Linked DNA regions of Mus musculus: region 2 is linked to region 1. Evidence: chromatin contacts called from public Hi-C data. All regions are on one chromosome and are shown on one strand. The core of a region is the stretch at or near the end of the contact, and the rest is flanking DNA. Distances in the headings are between cores, read along the strand shown.

Region 1 (7,417 bases), core at 3,688-6,187:
CATATAAGTCAAGTAATACCATTTGAAGGGATTAAAAAAAAAGCGTAGCAGTCTCTTTTCTATTTTCTTGTATGACTGCATGCACATATAGGCAGATAGTTTTCCTTTTTTTCTTGCTGTAATTAAAATATAATGACATCATCTACCTTCTTCCCTTTTCTTCTACTAACCCTTCTCCTGAACCCACCCAATTCTCTATCAATTCATGGCCTCTATTTCTTTAACTGTTGCTCTACACACACACACACACACACACACACACACACACACACACACACACACCTAAATACATACATACATACAAAATTTAATGAAATATTAAATCACCCTTCCATGGGCTGATAACATCATCACTGTTGGATGCTGTGTGGTCTTTTGTTGACTAGGGAAGAAGTTGCAAACAATGAAAGCCAGAAAATGCATCCTGGTAGAGTCCAGAACTTATGAGTGGTCATTGGCTTTTAGGACCAGCGTTCCACACTTCCCAGATTCTGAAGATGTTATGACAACTGTTGCTACATTTCTAGGACTTATGCTATGCTACAAAACTACCTGAACCTGGTCCATACTGTATGAAATTCTTGATGTGTCCTTACCTAAACCTAATCCAAAAACACATGAGCTTTGGAGGTGGCATCCTTAGTCTTCTTCTTAAAGAAGGACCCATAACCCCAGAAAAGGAGATTCTTTGAAGCCATTTATTGTAATGTGTGGCTTTACTGTGGCTACACTGATCTGTCCAGTATCTTAAGACAGTTGGCCAGTGTGAGGTCTGTAACTTAGGAGTGGGTGATAACTAGGACTGTTAGGCCACAGAGTCTTATGAGGTCTCTAGCATTTTTATGGGATTACAGTATCCTTCCAAAACTACCTTTCCCTCTTTAATATTACATTTCTTTTCCCACTTTCTTCTTCCTTCTTTTCCTTCCCTCTGTTCTGAAGACTCAACCTAGGGCTTCATCCATACTAGGCACAAGTCTATCTCTTGGCTACACACCAGACCCCCATGTCCTTTGCCTGCAGTGAAAACAACCCCTTAATGATTATATCTGGTATATAAGGAAGAAGTTGGGATATAAACTAAGACTTAAGATTTAAGTTTAACACAGGTTCCTATTTACAGTTCCACCTCTTCTTTTAAACCCTGAAACTAAAAGTCGTGGCATTTAAAGTGCTAACGATGTAAGAATACAAGTAGTTCAGAGAACATGAACAAGGGCTTTGGGAGGAAAGAGAATATGGAGTCGTCTATATACAAGTAAGCCATGGCTCTTCCTGTCTAATCAGTCTATCCTTATAAAAGGCTTGACAGATTAACTGTGAGATAGAAGGAATAGATGATTATGAGGTCATACGCTACAAATATTTTCTGGCATGCCTGGAATAGCACAGCTAAGAGCATAAGAAACAGCAGGCAAGGAGTTCCTTGCATTTGAAAAGGCAGAAGATGTTTTTTAATGGCTCTGTTTTAAAAAGTTAGTCCAAGTGCAGCTGTGGATCGTGAACAGCTTGTTCTGAACCACACGGCCTTCCAGGCTCACAGCCTTCCCACTGTGCTCCATGTTCAACTGGCTTGGAACAGCTTTCCTGAAGCAACTGTACAGCATACTAAACTTGGGATCTTTTAACACCCAGTGACACTTTTCTCTCTTTAATGGGATAATTTAGCCTTCCAACTTTCATAGCAGATGCATTAAAGACTCAGTGATGTCATTTAATTACAGACTCAGAACAAATCTGAAAGTGTCATTATAACCAGACTCTGCTGTCCGCTCCCAGAAGGAGCCCACTAGCAATGCCACACGCAACAAGCATGGTCTATACAGAGGAAGAGGAAAAAGACTCAGGCCAAAGCTGATGTTCAATCTCCTGAATATTGATGTTTGGGATTCTCTACATGTCATTTCATTAATTGGAGATAAACTCAGAAAGGCAAAGACTAAGGTTCCAAATTAGAAAGCAAATAAATGATCAGGTGAGTATACACACTAAGTAATTTAAAGGTGTATTTCCTCAATTAGAATGATCAAATTAAGATACCAAAGGTATATTTTTCTGTCCTTTTAATTTAATGGTCCCTTGAAGAGGGAATGGCCACAAGAGTTCAATACCTGCCACACGTTATCAGTTCTTACACTTGACCTTTTACATAGTGAGAGATGGTGATGAAGGAGAAAAGGGAACAAGGAGGAGGCTATGTGCTCATATTTTATTGATCGAAATTATTAATATGTAATTACCAAGAAAATCATAGAACATGGAATAAAAATGCTTTTAAATGATTGGTTTCTATTATATAGAAACATGAAGATGGAGGTATGGAGAATTTATCACTTCATAGGTTGTCCAAAGGAAGCAAACCAAATCATATGACAACTGATATTTCATGTACTACATATGAAATTTTCTTTTCATGTCATCAACTAAATATCTAAGAAATTAAACTACATAAAATAATCTATTAGAAACTGAAAGCATCTCAGCCTCACACCTATTAACTGATTTGGAGCATCTGTACTTCAGGTATATTGTAATGAGAGAAGAAATAACAAAGCCAGCATTTTGAGTTTTCAAAGCCTGAACCTTCTTTCTTTCCAGATCATTTATAGTTTTTAAAGCAACCTACAAGCAATCATCCCTTACACTGAACTCTTCACAGTTCAGTAGATGGGAGCTTCACTAGACTTTCTCAATGCATCAAGAGTTCGAGAACATAAAGATTGATGAACGATTTGGCATGATGAATGAGATGAACGTTTTGGCCCTGTGCACTAGGAATCATGTTATTTCTTTGTTCATAAGAGCAGATAACTCCTACAGGAATCGAAAACAGTATGACGGCCAGGACCATGCCTCGTGATGATGATGCCACACACAGCCGTGCTTCAAATGTTAGTATGATATTCTTTGTGTGTTCATGAATATAATATTTTTTCAGGAATCAACTACAGTCAAACCCTAGTTTACTGATATGTCTAATCTTAGTAGTATCTAGTAGTCTATGCAGCAATGAGGCTTAGAAAATGAAGACATAAATATTCTGAAATTTCCAACTATTAGGAAGCAGCTAAAAAGGTAAAATTTTCAAGATATGTAAAGGTTCATGTCCATGATAAAATATGTATCACAGAAGGTCTTTAAACATTTATTGAGGGTCATTGGTGAGGCAACTCAGTGGTTAAAAGAACTGACTACTCTTTCATTATGTAGGAACATAAGGATGGAAGTATGAAGAATTTATCACATTCATACGCTGTCCACAGAAAGCAAACTGAATCATATGAAAAACAACCAGATATTTCATAATTCCTAGCACCCACATGATGACTCACAATGTCCTAAAGGATCAAACACTCGCTTCTGGCTTCCAAGGGCCATATGTGTGTGAGTGTGTGTGTGTATACACTATTAGGAAGAAGCTAAATGTATACACACACACACATATGTGTATATATATATATACACTCATATACATGTATATATGTGTATATATATGTATATATATATGTGTGTGAATATATGTGTATATATATGTGTGTATGTATGTATGTATATATATATATATATACATATATATATATATATATACATACATATATATATATCTCAGACACACATGTAGGTAAAACAGCCATATACATTAAATAAGTAAATAAATAAAAATACTTTGCTGAATGCTATGATATCAAGTACCATCAGAATGAATATGAGCTTCACTTCTAGTCTTCCTAGAACCTCTATGAGACTGATATCACTTTTCTATGTATGTGTTTTTGTGTTTATTTGTATGTACTCTTACATTACTCCTGTTTTAGTCTTCTAAGTGTTGGGATTACAGACATGTACCACAAGGCCCAATCACATTATTCTCATTTTAAAGATGAAGTACAGTAGTTTGCTGAAAGCCACTAGGGAATTGAAGGACACAGCTTGAATTTAAACCCTGGTCTGTCTTGATATTTGAGTCTTTCCACTCTGGCATGATTCTCTCCCATGCCTCAGGCTTGTGACTAGGGTAGAATCCATTAGTGTCATGCCCTTTAAGCCAGGAAATAGGTCTCCAGAACCTTATTTTGTCCTGTATAGTCCACACAATGCAATCAGACTTTGATATCACTATAGTCTCTCTGCATGTTCAATTATGGTTATTTACTCTAGTCCTAGGAACATTTAATCTAAAGTAGCAGTCTTCCTTGGCATTCATTTAAAATATTTTAGGTCTATTATAATGTGACTTGCCCTAGGCTCTACTTCTGCTAAGGGTAATGCTGTGAAGAGGGCTCCCATGTTGGGATCATTTTTCTGCCCTTATTTGAAATTTCTCCTCTGACAGCTTTCTCCCTGCCTGTGCCGAGTCTCATCTGTTCAGGCAGATTCTGCAGAAGAGGCTCCTTGTAGAGTGAAATCGACATGCAGGGAGCATCAGATAATTTCTAATTGAATTTTGCATCACTTCCATTAATGTTAATGCCCTTAAGGCCCCAAAGATGGGTGTATGTGTGTGATCTGAAATAATCCAACAGTTTTCCAAAACCAAGGAAGGATATTTGCTTATTTGTAAGCCCAGGGGCCCAAGCATCTAACTAGTATGAATCCTAGAATGCTTGCATACCCTCAGAGGTTACATTTATTTTAGGAAACCTAGATATGCAGAAACATTTTATTTCCTAATGTAGCATTTTGACAAATAACTAGTAGTCAGGATTGATGAATTCCTCTGAGCTATGAAAGTTAACATGGTTTAAACAAAAGCTTAAGAGATACTGGTTTCAGTAAACACTATAATTCAGTTATGATACTTGGCAGCCTTCTGTTGCAGAGCCAACTTGGCTGTCCTCATCCCTAATACAAATAAGTAGAAAAACACCTCAAGAGCTAGGAGGACAAAGGCACAGCTCTAATAGGAAACAGAAACCACAAGGTTATAATTAACATCAGCATAGGTTGCTGCTGACACAACAAGACTATCGTGCTGTCATTCATCACACAGCTTGTCGGGAAGGAAGCCTTGTTTGTGTTTGCAGCTGGTAGAACTAAAGATAAGTCAGACAACATGCCCGGGCATAAGGGCTGTGACCAAGCCAAGAGTACAGTTGGGAATTTCAGCCCAGGTTTCTACCGGTCCAGTCTAATGACCATGATGAATCAGGTATGGACCTCATGGAAATGCAGAAAATTCTCTACATATATACCAAGTACCCCAAAAGATTTGAGTATATGGGTTTTGAGGGCTGCTATCATCAAGGTTTAGCCTAGTTATTGAATGGATCAGTGAACTTTTGAAAGAAAAGACTGTCTATCCTCCTTGCTATTCCAGTATTTACATTCTGCAGACAAAGAAACAATCCTAGAGAAGGGAAATGACATCCTCAAGAAATGGAAGTTGTACATGTCAAACACAGACCCTACGCTCAAGTCTACCAACTCTTGCTGTATTGTTCGTAGGGGAGGAAAGGGTTTATTTAGCTTACATTTCCACATCATAGTCCATCACTGAAGGAAGGCAGGGCAGGAACCTAGAGGCAAGATGCAGAGTGCATGGAGGGTGTTGTGTACTGGCTTGCTCCCCGTGGCTTGTCCAGCATGCTTTCTTATAGAGTCCAGGACCACCAGCTCAGGGATGACTCCACCTGCAATGGGCTGGGCTCTATAGACTTTCCTACAGCTCAGTCTTATAGAGGCCTTTTCTCAATTGGGGGTTCCCTCCTCTCAGATGACTCTAGCTTATGTCAAGATGTCATAAAATAAGCCAGCACAGTGACCCAGAAGGTTTTGGGGACTCTCAGACCTCCATGTCCCCTCATTCAGGGGATTGCTGTGATTACAGACATGCAGTATTCTGTCTTTTGTCTGGGTTCTGTGGATTTGAACTCAGGCCCTCATGCTTCTGTGACAAAAGCCCTTCACCCACTAAACCATAAATAGCTTCAGACTTGTGCTTTTAGATGATGTACCACAGAAAAAATCCTTAAAAATTGACATTAGTTTTTAGAACCAAAGCATGGTGGGAACATAGGAATTGTAATCTACTATTGTGAGAGTGGCTGATTATGCATGGCCTTGTGACTCTACAGCAATGAAAGGTCATCTTTCCAGCTTTGTGAGCAGTCAATATGAAGCTCAGGTTAGAACAAGAGTTTTCTCTAGTGCATTCAATTCTCATTTTCAATTTTAGCCAACAAAGGTTAATTCTCAATTTAAAAATATATCACCATGCTAATGTAAGCTGTTGTCATTGTGGATATTCCTGACAGATCACCAAATGAGAGAATCTGCTGTGGGGTGTAGGATTTACAGGTCCTGTAGATCTTTGGAGGTTTGTGACAGGCCATGATTTCTTAGATACTCCTTGCCAAGGACTGGGTATGGCATGTCTTGTAGAAACTGAGTCATTTCCACCCAATCTGGGATCTTATTATAGTAGAATTCTGGGAAAGAAAAGGAGACATGACACACAAGATTTATTTGTGCAAAACTCTTTTGATGGACTTCTGTTGAATCCGGGAGTGTTTTCAAGCCTTAGTGAAAAGGCTGTCTCTCTATTAATATGAAAAGCCAGCTAAAATATGTTTAATGACAAATTCTCACTGTAACACATAGACGGGGCTGCTCATATTGTTCATGTTTCCCTTTCTAGATTTAGAAAAACAAAACAAAATTTTATTGGTGTGGCAATTCTGACAAATTATATGATCAAATTGTAATTAAAAGGTTCTTAGAAAGCAACTAAAGGAACAAAGACTTATTTCAAATATGAAGAAAGTGGGATTTTAGAAAGCATATTAACTCTAAATGCTAAGATATTAGGCGATACTTTGATCAACAGAGATGAAAATACAGCTGGCTGTCAAGCACTGCTAGTGACTATTAGTTCTAACATTCCCCTATCACTAAGTGGCTGCTTTTCCTAGTTCCCCCTAAATATACTAATGTCTCCAGGGCAAACTATGGGGATGAGTCTCTGACCTGAATCTACAAGTCAGTACATAGACTTTCCTGAATGATCCAGAGGCTGAGGTAAGTTCTAAAAAGTTTAGAAGCTGTGGTTCCCAGGTATTAAACTGTTCTTCTGTCTCTTGTTTTTCTACTCTTTGAATATTATAGTACTACAAACCCACATTTTTCTTTAACCTAGCACTGAAGCACAAATAAAGAGTTAGTAGTATTGAGAAAGTCACTAAAAAGAAAAGAAACCCCATTTTAATAGAGGAGGGCATAGTATTTAAACTTTTCACTGATAGAATGAAGAGGGCAGTAGGCATAACTGTGAGTATCTGAAAGCAAAGCCTGTGGCAGACCTGAACAAGATTAGCTTCCCAATGCAACTCCACAGTAAAAACAAACAACCAAAAAACAAACGGAGATTCTAGGGGTCCTTTTGCACCCAAGGTTCTTAGGGATGAGTCAATTATACTCA
Region 2 (7,417 bases), core at 3,357-5,856, 200 kb before region 1:
TGTAGCCATTCATGGCCAGCTTCTTTAATTTAGCCTCATGTGTAAAGGTTCATCATATATTAAATTTCATATTATGGCCACATAATATCTATTGTATGTATTCACATTTCATTCACCCATCAGTTAACACTGTTATAAAATTTGGGTAAAACTTTTTTAGTGCATTTATTTTTGATTTCTCTTGGGTAGAATCTCTGAATCATATGATAAGTCTATTTTTAACTTTTTGAAGAAGGGATAAACTGTTCTTCAAGGCCACTGTACCTTCCATTTTCCCACTAGCACTAGTTCCTCTATATTCTTATCAAAACATAAAATTATTTTTATTTTATGTATATGGGCATTTGCTGGCATGTATGCCTGCACCTTGAGTGTGCATTGTTCATAGAGGCTAGAAGAGGGCACTGAGTTCCTTGGAACTGGAATTACAAATGGTTGTGAGCCACTATGTGGGTGCTTGGAATTGAACCTGAGTCATCTGGAGGAGCAGTCAGTGCTCTTAGCCAAAGAGCCAACTCTACCCCCCCCCTTTTTTATTTGGACTGTGCAGGCAGGCTTATCTCAGTGTGGTGTTGATTTTCATTTCTCTAATAACAGATTATGGTGAGCATCTTTTCATGCTCACCATAAATCATCCACATGCAGATCTTCATGGCATAAATGTCTTTGATAACATTTTAACAGATTATTTTTAAAAAGAGGTTTTAGTCACACAAAGTTGAAAAAAGTAAGTTAGTATAAAGTTCTCAAGTAACTTATATTCATTATTCCTACTAACATCTTATATTAGTATGGCACATTTATCACAACTAATGAACCAACATTAATATACCATCATTATCTACAACCCAACTTCATCCAGACTTCCTTCATTTTTACTGCACGCTCTTTCAATTTTGGGACCCCATCCAGGATAGGAGAGACAATTAGGTGTCATGTGTCCTGGCTGAGATAGCTTCACCAACTATCGTGTTTGTTTGGTTTGTTTTTAATGGCTTTTATACTACGGAGGAGTGTTGGTCAGGTATTTTATAACTATCCCTGCATAAAAATCTCTGATGTCTTTCTTGGAGAAAGAGCTCAGAGATAAAGAGACAATTTCATCACGTGGTATCAAGGCTCCACATTGTGTACATGTTCATGAGTGCTGATGTTGATCAACGAGATGCTGCCAATATGGCCCTTCCATATCATACCACAGACATTCCGGTGTATTTCTGTTTGCTCTAGTCACCTCTAAACCTACTATAAACCAAGAGAAACATGTTTAACATGAGGCTGGCTCCTATTTTAGACAAATTACATAGGAAAGATGGGGTATTATAAATCAAGGTCTAGGCCTCTGATCAAGTCTACCAGCAGCCAGTTAGTTCTCTCTACTGAGCTAGTGTAACCCAGGGCTGCATTTGACACACAGACACCTCCAGGATATCTCTTTCCTGCGTTATTTACCTTCCTTAGGGATGTTTGCTCACTCTCTCCGATGGCACTTTTTCAGTACCCACCCCAGCACACAAACAGTGGGCCAGTCGAAGCCCATTTCTCAGACAGCATCTCTTTTTTTTCTCTGCTTGTTTTCCCAGCCAGAACTCACTTCTCATTCTGTCTTCTGGATTCAAACCCCATGTGTAAGCTGATGGTTCCCAAGCTCTTTTCTCTAGACCAGACTCTTATACTCTAGGTTTTTTCTCAAGACCCTCCTCCATTCTTTCAAGACCTGTCTCCATTCATATCTGTAAGAGGCATAACAAATATTGTAACACACTCAAACTCTTGGTATCTTCCATCCCCAAACTCATTTAGCTTTAGCCATCGTCTGGTTCGGTACATTAAAAGCTCCGCTTTGAATTGCTCAGAAGGAAACAGTCACTGGTTCTCCTCGTCCTCTTGACTATTACAATCTAGCCTAAGCTTCTTCTCACTTTCTCCAGCGCTGATTGGTCACCATGGCTGACCTGAAGGATGACTGTGGGTGCTTTTCTGATGGATCCTTCTGTTTATATGCTGGCCTCCTCCCCAGGCCTCTGATTCTCCGAGCAGACAGGAGGGTTCAGATTGTGACACACTTCTCCCTCCGTGTTAGTGTCTCCTATTTCCTTCTAATGAAAGTTGGTGTCACTACAATGGCCTTGAGCTCTTAGCTCCTTTGCATACATTCATGATCCCACCTCTTCTTCTTGCTCTATCCATCCTCACCTTTCTGCTTTCCTCACCAAACACACTCCTCTCTCTGGGTCTTCATCCTGTGCGTCCCTTTGGTCTTTCTGGTATGGTCTTTTCCTAGATATAGTAAAGGCTTGTTCCCATTCTTCCTATAGATCCCACCCTCTAACTATGATCATTTCATTAAGAACTCTCATGAGTGCTGAAATTAAACCCTGTACTCTCAATTTTCCTTTTTAAGCTTAGTTTTTTAAAAAAATCATAGCATGTCTGAAAAACTGACATATTTTGCATTCTACTTACTAGTTTGGTTTTTGCCTCTCAATATGAAAGTTCATATTTGCAAGTTCATCAGAACTGACATTCTTGCATCATCTAACATAGTTTATCTATCATAGTTTTACCTATCTATTCATTTGTATTTTACCTTATAACAATGCAAGTTCCTCCAGGGTAGGACCAAGAGAGAGGAGACACTTCCAGAAAATAAGTGTTCACTGAATAAAGGAATAATAATGTAAAGAAATGTTCTGTTCTCCATCTTAGAAATGGTCTCCTTACCACCTCTGGAACTTCAGCTTTCATTTCCTTATCTTTGAAAGGTTTAAATGAAGACATTTGTCTAAAGAAATACAAAATGTGTGTGTGTGTGTGGGGGGGTAATGAGTCATGACTGCTAATGAGGAAAGTAGAATGCAAAGCAGTATGGGAAAGATAGAACAAAAGGAAGAGTAGACAGGCTTAGCAGCTACACCTTTAAGACAGTCGGATTCCAATGAGTTCGAGGGCAGCCTACTTTACATAGAAAGCTCTAGGCCAGTCAGCGCTGTATAGTGAGACCCTATCTCAAACAACAACAACAAAAACCCAAAAAAGCCTCCAATCCCCCAGTTCCCTCCTAAAAACCAAACCAACCAGCCAACCAAACATACAAAAATCAAGGACAACAACAACAAAAAACCCCCAACACAACCTAAATCCAAATTCAAACAAATGTTCTATTCTCTGCGAAAAGGAAGATATGAGAAAGAGAAGAGGAACCGGGGAAACCACTCTGGGATGTTCTTTTTGAATCTACAGAGATTGGCAGATAATCCTGTCACACAGCTCATTACCCTTCTGCTGAGCTCTGTCCTCCTACCACATGGCATCCACGGTGGCCTTGGTGACTTATTTCTGTAAATGAACATGGCAGCTCAAGTTTAGATGAGCGGTGATAGATAACTACAGCCATGCACACTTAGAGACCCAGAAACTTTCCAGTTAATCTGCTATGATTTTCTTGGGCAGTGAATCTTTTTGATTCTGAAAATTAAATGGTGGGATGAAGAGTCAAAACGACAGCAACATTGAAGTGATCTTCACCATGGAGGACAGAGCTCTCAGTGATCCTGGTAATGTTCAGGCTGTCTTGATTCTCTGTTCACCTAACCTACCCCAGTAGAGATTAAAGTACAGCGTGTATAAAGAGACAGACAACCTCGACGTGGGCAGGAAAATCAACAGAAGTAGAACCACTCCACATCCCCTAATTCCTTAGTATAGAAAGGTGCTATAGTTTTGACCGGCCAGGAATGCGTGGCAGTGAAAAAACCTACAGGTGTTGTACAACTTCTCGTTAAGTCAGTTTTCTGACACATGGCGACTGGTGATTAATTACTTGTTAGAAGATAACATTTCTATAGAGATTCACTGGAAATACAGGTGCCGTTGTCCATGCTTGATTAGACACTGCTTGAGGAATGCTGAGGCACACTGCTGCAGTCTCTTAGTCCTGGCTGTTTTTGGTATTTATTTTACACAGCTTCAAATTTGGTAGAATTGATGGAGACCATTTCAGAACATTATGTCCTACCTCAAAGAGAAGGGGAAGATAAGGCTGAGAAATACAGCCACATGAGAACAAGAGCAAATGAGGAGGAAAGAGACCACGGCCTGATGGCCTACATTACAACATTTGGTATCTCCTGCTTTCCAACATTGAGACACACTCTTGCTTCCTAGGAGGGCATAGAAAATTGACTATATTTGTTGATTAAAACTTTCAGGGCAGATCACCTTCCTGGTTATTTTGCAAACTCTTCATCAGCTTTGGTTTGGCATTTACTCATTTTCTCACCACATCTAGTGATCATGTACTCTGTTCTAAGCACCAAGAAGCTTCCCATTTAAGTAAGGAGAGATGGTGTCTGCTGCAGGATCTGGAGCACAGAATCTGCTCACACTACATGTGTACACCAGCCTGCATAATCCATTATAGAACAGGGCTAACATCAGACACACCCTCCCTGGTGGTCACATTCACCTTTTACCCACTCCTTGGATATAATTCAGAAACCCAACTGTGAAAGGCATGAGTGAGTTGCCATTCAATTATGTCCTGCAGAAACCCTTCACTGGAACATCGCCCACTGATGCCAATCTCAGTGCTACCCTGTCAGGGCTTCATGATGCAGACGCTGTTTTCTCAGTATTTGTTTGGGCCCCATACTGTCTGCCAAGGACTGTGTTAATTTACTTATTTCAACTAAATAAAAAAAATCATTTAAAAAAGGATGATTGAATTTAGGAATTATAGTCCTCAGAGAATTAGTAATGGCTCTTTGTATCCCTCAGGCCTCCATGTTCTTAACTTCCCCTTGTCAATGTTATTATGGATAGACTAATTCAATAATGAGATCATTTCCCATAAGAGCGGCCAAATAAATGCAGCATTCAGTCACACCTGGTTTCCCTAATCTGAACAAGAAAGGCTTTCCACCAAATTTATCATAAAACATGGAATTTAATGAACACACAGACACACAGACACACACACACACACACACCACTTTTCTGCAAACAGTAAAAAATATAGGAGAAGATAGAGTGGCAGAGAAGCAAGTGGGTATCAACCCACTAGATTAGAAAAGTTAAAAAGGAATACATGCAGGCCACTTTCCAAGCAAAGACCCCAGCACACGTGTCTTTATCATAGTCAGTTACACGTGTCATTTTCTTAACTATTCAAAAAACTATTTTACTTTTTCCCGAACTTCTAGAGGAATGTAAAGTCTGTTTCTGTAAAAAACCAGAAGTGCTAAACAAGAACATTCTGGACTAAAAACAAGTGTTTTTCCAGCTAAAAAGGCATTTGGAAATGCAGTTTAAGGTCCAGTTCTTCTAACTGTAAGTAACAGAGCGTGGGGGAAGGGTGGGAGGAGTTGCTACGTACTGCGATCCACATTCTACAAAACAGTTTAACAAAGCGCCAAGGGTTTGATTATTTATCGTATAATGTGGAAACCAAATGGTGTAAAATAAAATTAACCCTACCATTTGAAAAAGTGCCTTAGAAGGAGACATTAAGGGACACTAAGAATTGTGATGAGCAACCTTGAGGAGAAAAAGGCCAACGACTCTGCTCTCAGTGGGAAGAAAACTGGACAGGTTTTAACTGGGTCAATGCAGAAACGGTGTCCAAACAGGCTCATGTAAAGGCAAGTTCCGTACTTGCTTACCAGGAGAGAAACAAAATGCAAACCACCGACATCCAAAGCGGTTAGAAAATAAATTTCTGTTAATTTATACCACAAATTTATTCACTTATTGAAAGTGAAATTTTCTAGAAATATTAGTGAGTATTTGAAAAAAAACCCATGTTTTCAAAGATTACTACTATATGACAACATGAAATGAATATATTTTAAGTTACATTAACATAGCTTCAATTTTGTAAGAGGGGAAATCATATGCACACATGCGACACATGTACTGAAAGCCTGCGGTAGAGCATGCGGCACTCACTGTCTCTTGGCTAACGCAGGGCCTACTCGCTTATGCATCTTGTGAACTGTTGCGAACAGTGCTCCCTTACTCAGAGGACAGTCACTGTCGGTTTATAGGGTGAGGAACTTAAGTTTAAGCCCAGTGAGACAGCTCAGCAGGTAAAGATACTTGTCACCAGGGCCTACGTGGTGGAAGGAGAGAACCATAAGTTGTCCTCTGATCTATCTCCACACACACTCTCCAGCACTCACTCCCTCACCTTGCTCCTTCCTAGCCCTGCCATGAAATAAATAAACGTAAAACAAAACAAAACAAAACAAAACAAAACAAAACAAAACAAGACACAGCTTAGGCTACACAGTGGGAAAATTACCTTCCTGAGGGATCTGAATCTTTGAAGAGGATTGTATAGAGTGGCTGGTTTTGTCACTTAAGAATACTGCTTCCCTTTTGTCTTTCTTCATGTATGGAATGCATGTAAGTGTGCTCGTTTGCACGTGTGTGCTCACATGTGGAGGCCCTCCACCATCTGTCCTTTCTCACAGAGGCGGGTCTCCTAGTAAAGCCCAGGCCTTGGTCTGGGGAGTCTTAGTCTCTTTTTCCCAAGGTTAGTATCACAGGGGAGTCACCAAACCCACTCACATGGCATCTACATGGATCCTCAGAGTTTGAGCTCTGTTCCTCTTGCTTGTACCACAAGTACCTTGACTGAACTATTTCTCCAGACATCTTTCTCTCTTTTTTAAAGGTAAGTTTTCTTGTTTTGTTTTGTTTTGTTTTGTTTTGTTTTGTTTTGTTTTGTTTTGTTTTGTAAGACAAGCTCACTATAGGCATGAGCCTTTGGATAAGAAATCTAGCCCAATTCATCCATACCTTGCAAAGTCCAAGTCTGCCTCCCGTGACATGGTGATGTTGGTCAAGTTCTGCTGAAGAACAAAAATGTTCCTACACATTTTCTTGATGCCAGACTCACTGATGCGCCGGAAGTATTGGGCCCCATTAATGAGGATACAGGAGATGAGGTGTCCCAGACCTGAGGGGTGAGCACAGAGTAGTGAGGAGAGAAGAAGAGATATATTAATGGCATCTGGCTTAAACTAATACAGAGGATAACTCTTTTTCATCTTCTACAGGTTTAAATAACTCAAGAAAACATGTAACCATTTGCAATAGCTAATCTGGCAAAAGCCTTAGAATACTTCTACAGAGATTTAGAGAACATCAATAAATGAGAAGGATTCCTATTGTCTTTTTGGTTGTGAATCTAGCCTTTAACTGCTGAGCCATCTTTTTTAGTACCATGACTCCTTTTGGATATTTCTATTTAGGCTGAGAAATGATGGTTCAATACAACATAAAGTAGTTATAGGTAACTATCTTTAAAAGGTGGATATAATTTTAAATGTTTATTCAGAATGTCCCATTTTCGCACAGATGGCCTCCAGCAGGTTATTTTCCTCAGAACTCAAGAACTACCAAAGATTGT

What was found. A called contact is a pair of places that touch in the nucleus more often than the background predicts.
Region 2: a Hi-C map of the N1E-115 cell line shows a contact between it and region 1, with 3 times the contacts expected there. The contact joins two enhancer-like sites. A contact is called at or near these places in 1 of 39 promoter capture datasets (the 3T3-L1 cell line) and 5 of 484 Hi-C or Micro-C datasets (the 3T3-L1 cell line, the N1E-115 cell line, embryonic fibroblasts and 2 more).

The regions. Positions count from the first base shown.
Region 1 is chr6:33,718,916-33,726,332 of GRCm38.p6, reverse strand. All of the region lies in intron 10 of Exoc4 (exocyst complex component 4), which reads right to left. Among named protein-coding and RNA genes, the nearest start is that of Gm13853, 270 kb to the left of the region's middle. Within about 2 kb of position 4,937, at least 15 of the 459 cell types and tissues checked have an H3K27ac peak or open chromatin away from gene starts, as enhancers often do. A contact at or near this core is called in the N1E-115 cell line, where this site is marked.
Region 2 is chr6:33,920,925-33,928,341 of GRCm38.p6, reverse strand. It overlaps Exoc4 (exocyst complex component 4), which reads right to left. Exons shown (of 18, transcript NM_009148.4): 17 at 6,805-6,964. Among named protein-coding and RNA genes, the nearest start is that of Gm13853, 68 kb to the left of the region's middle. Within about 2 kb of position 4,606, at least 3 of the 459 cell types and tissues checked have an H3K27ac peak or open chromatin away from gene starts, as enhancers often do. A contact at or near this core is called in the N1E-115 cell line, where this site is marked.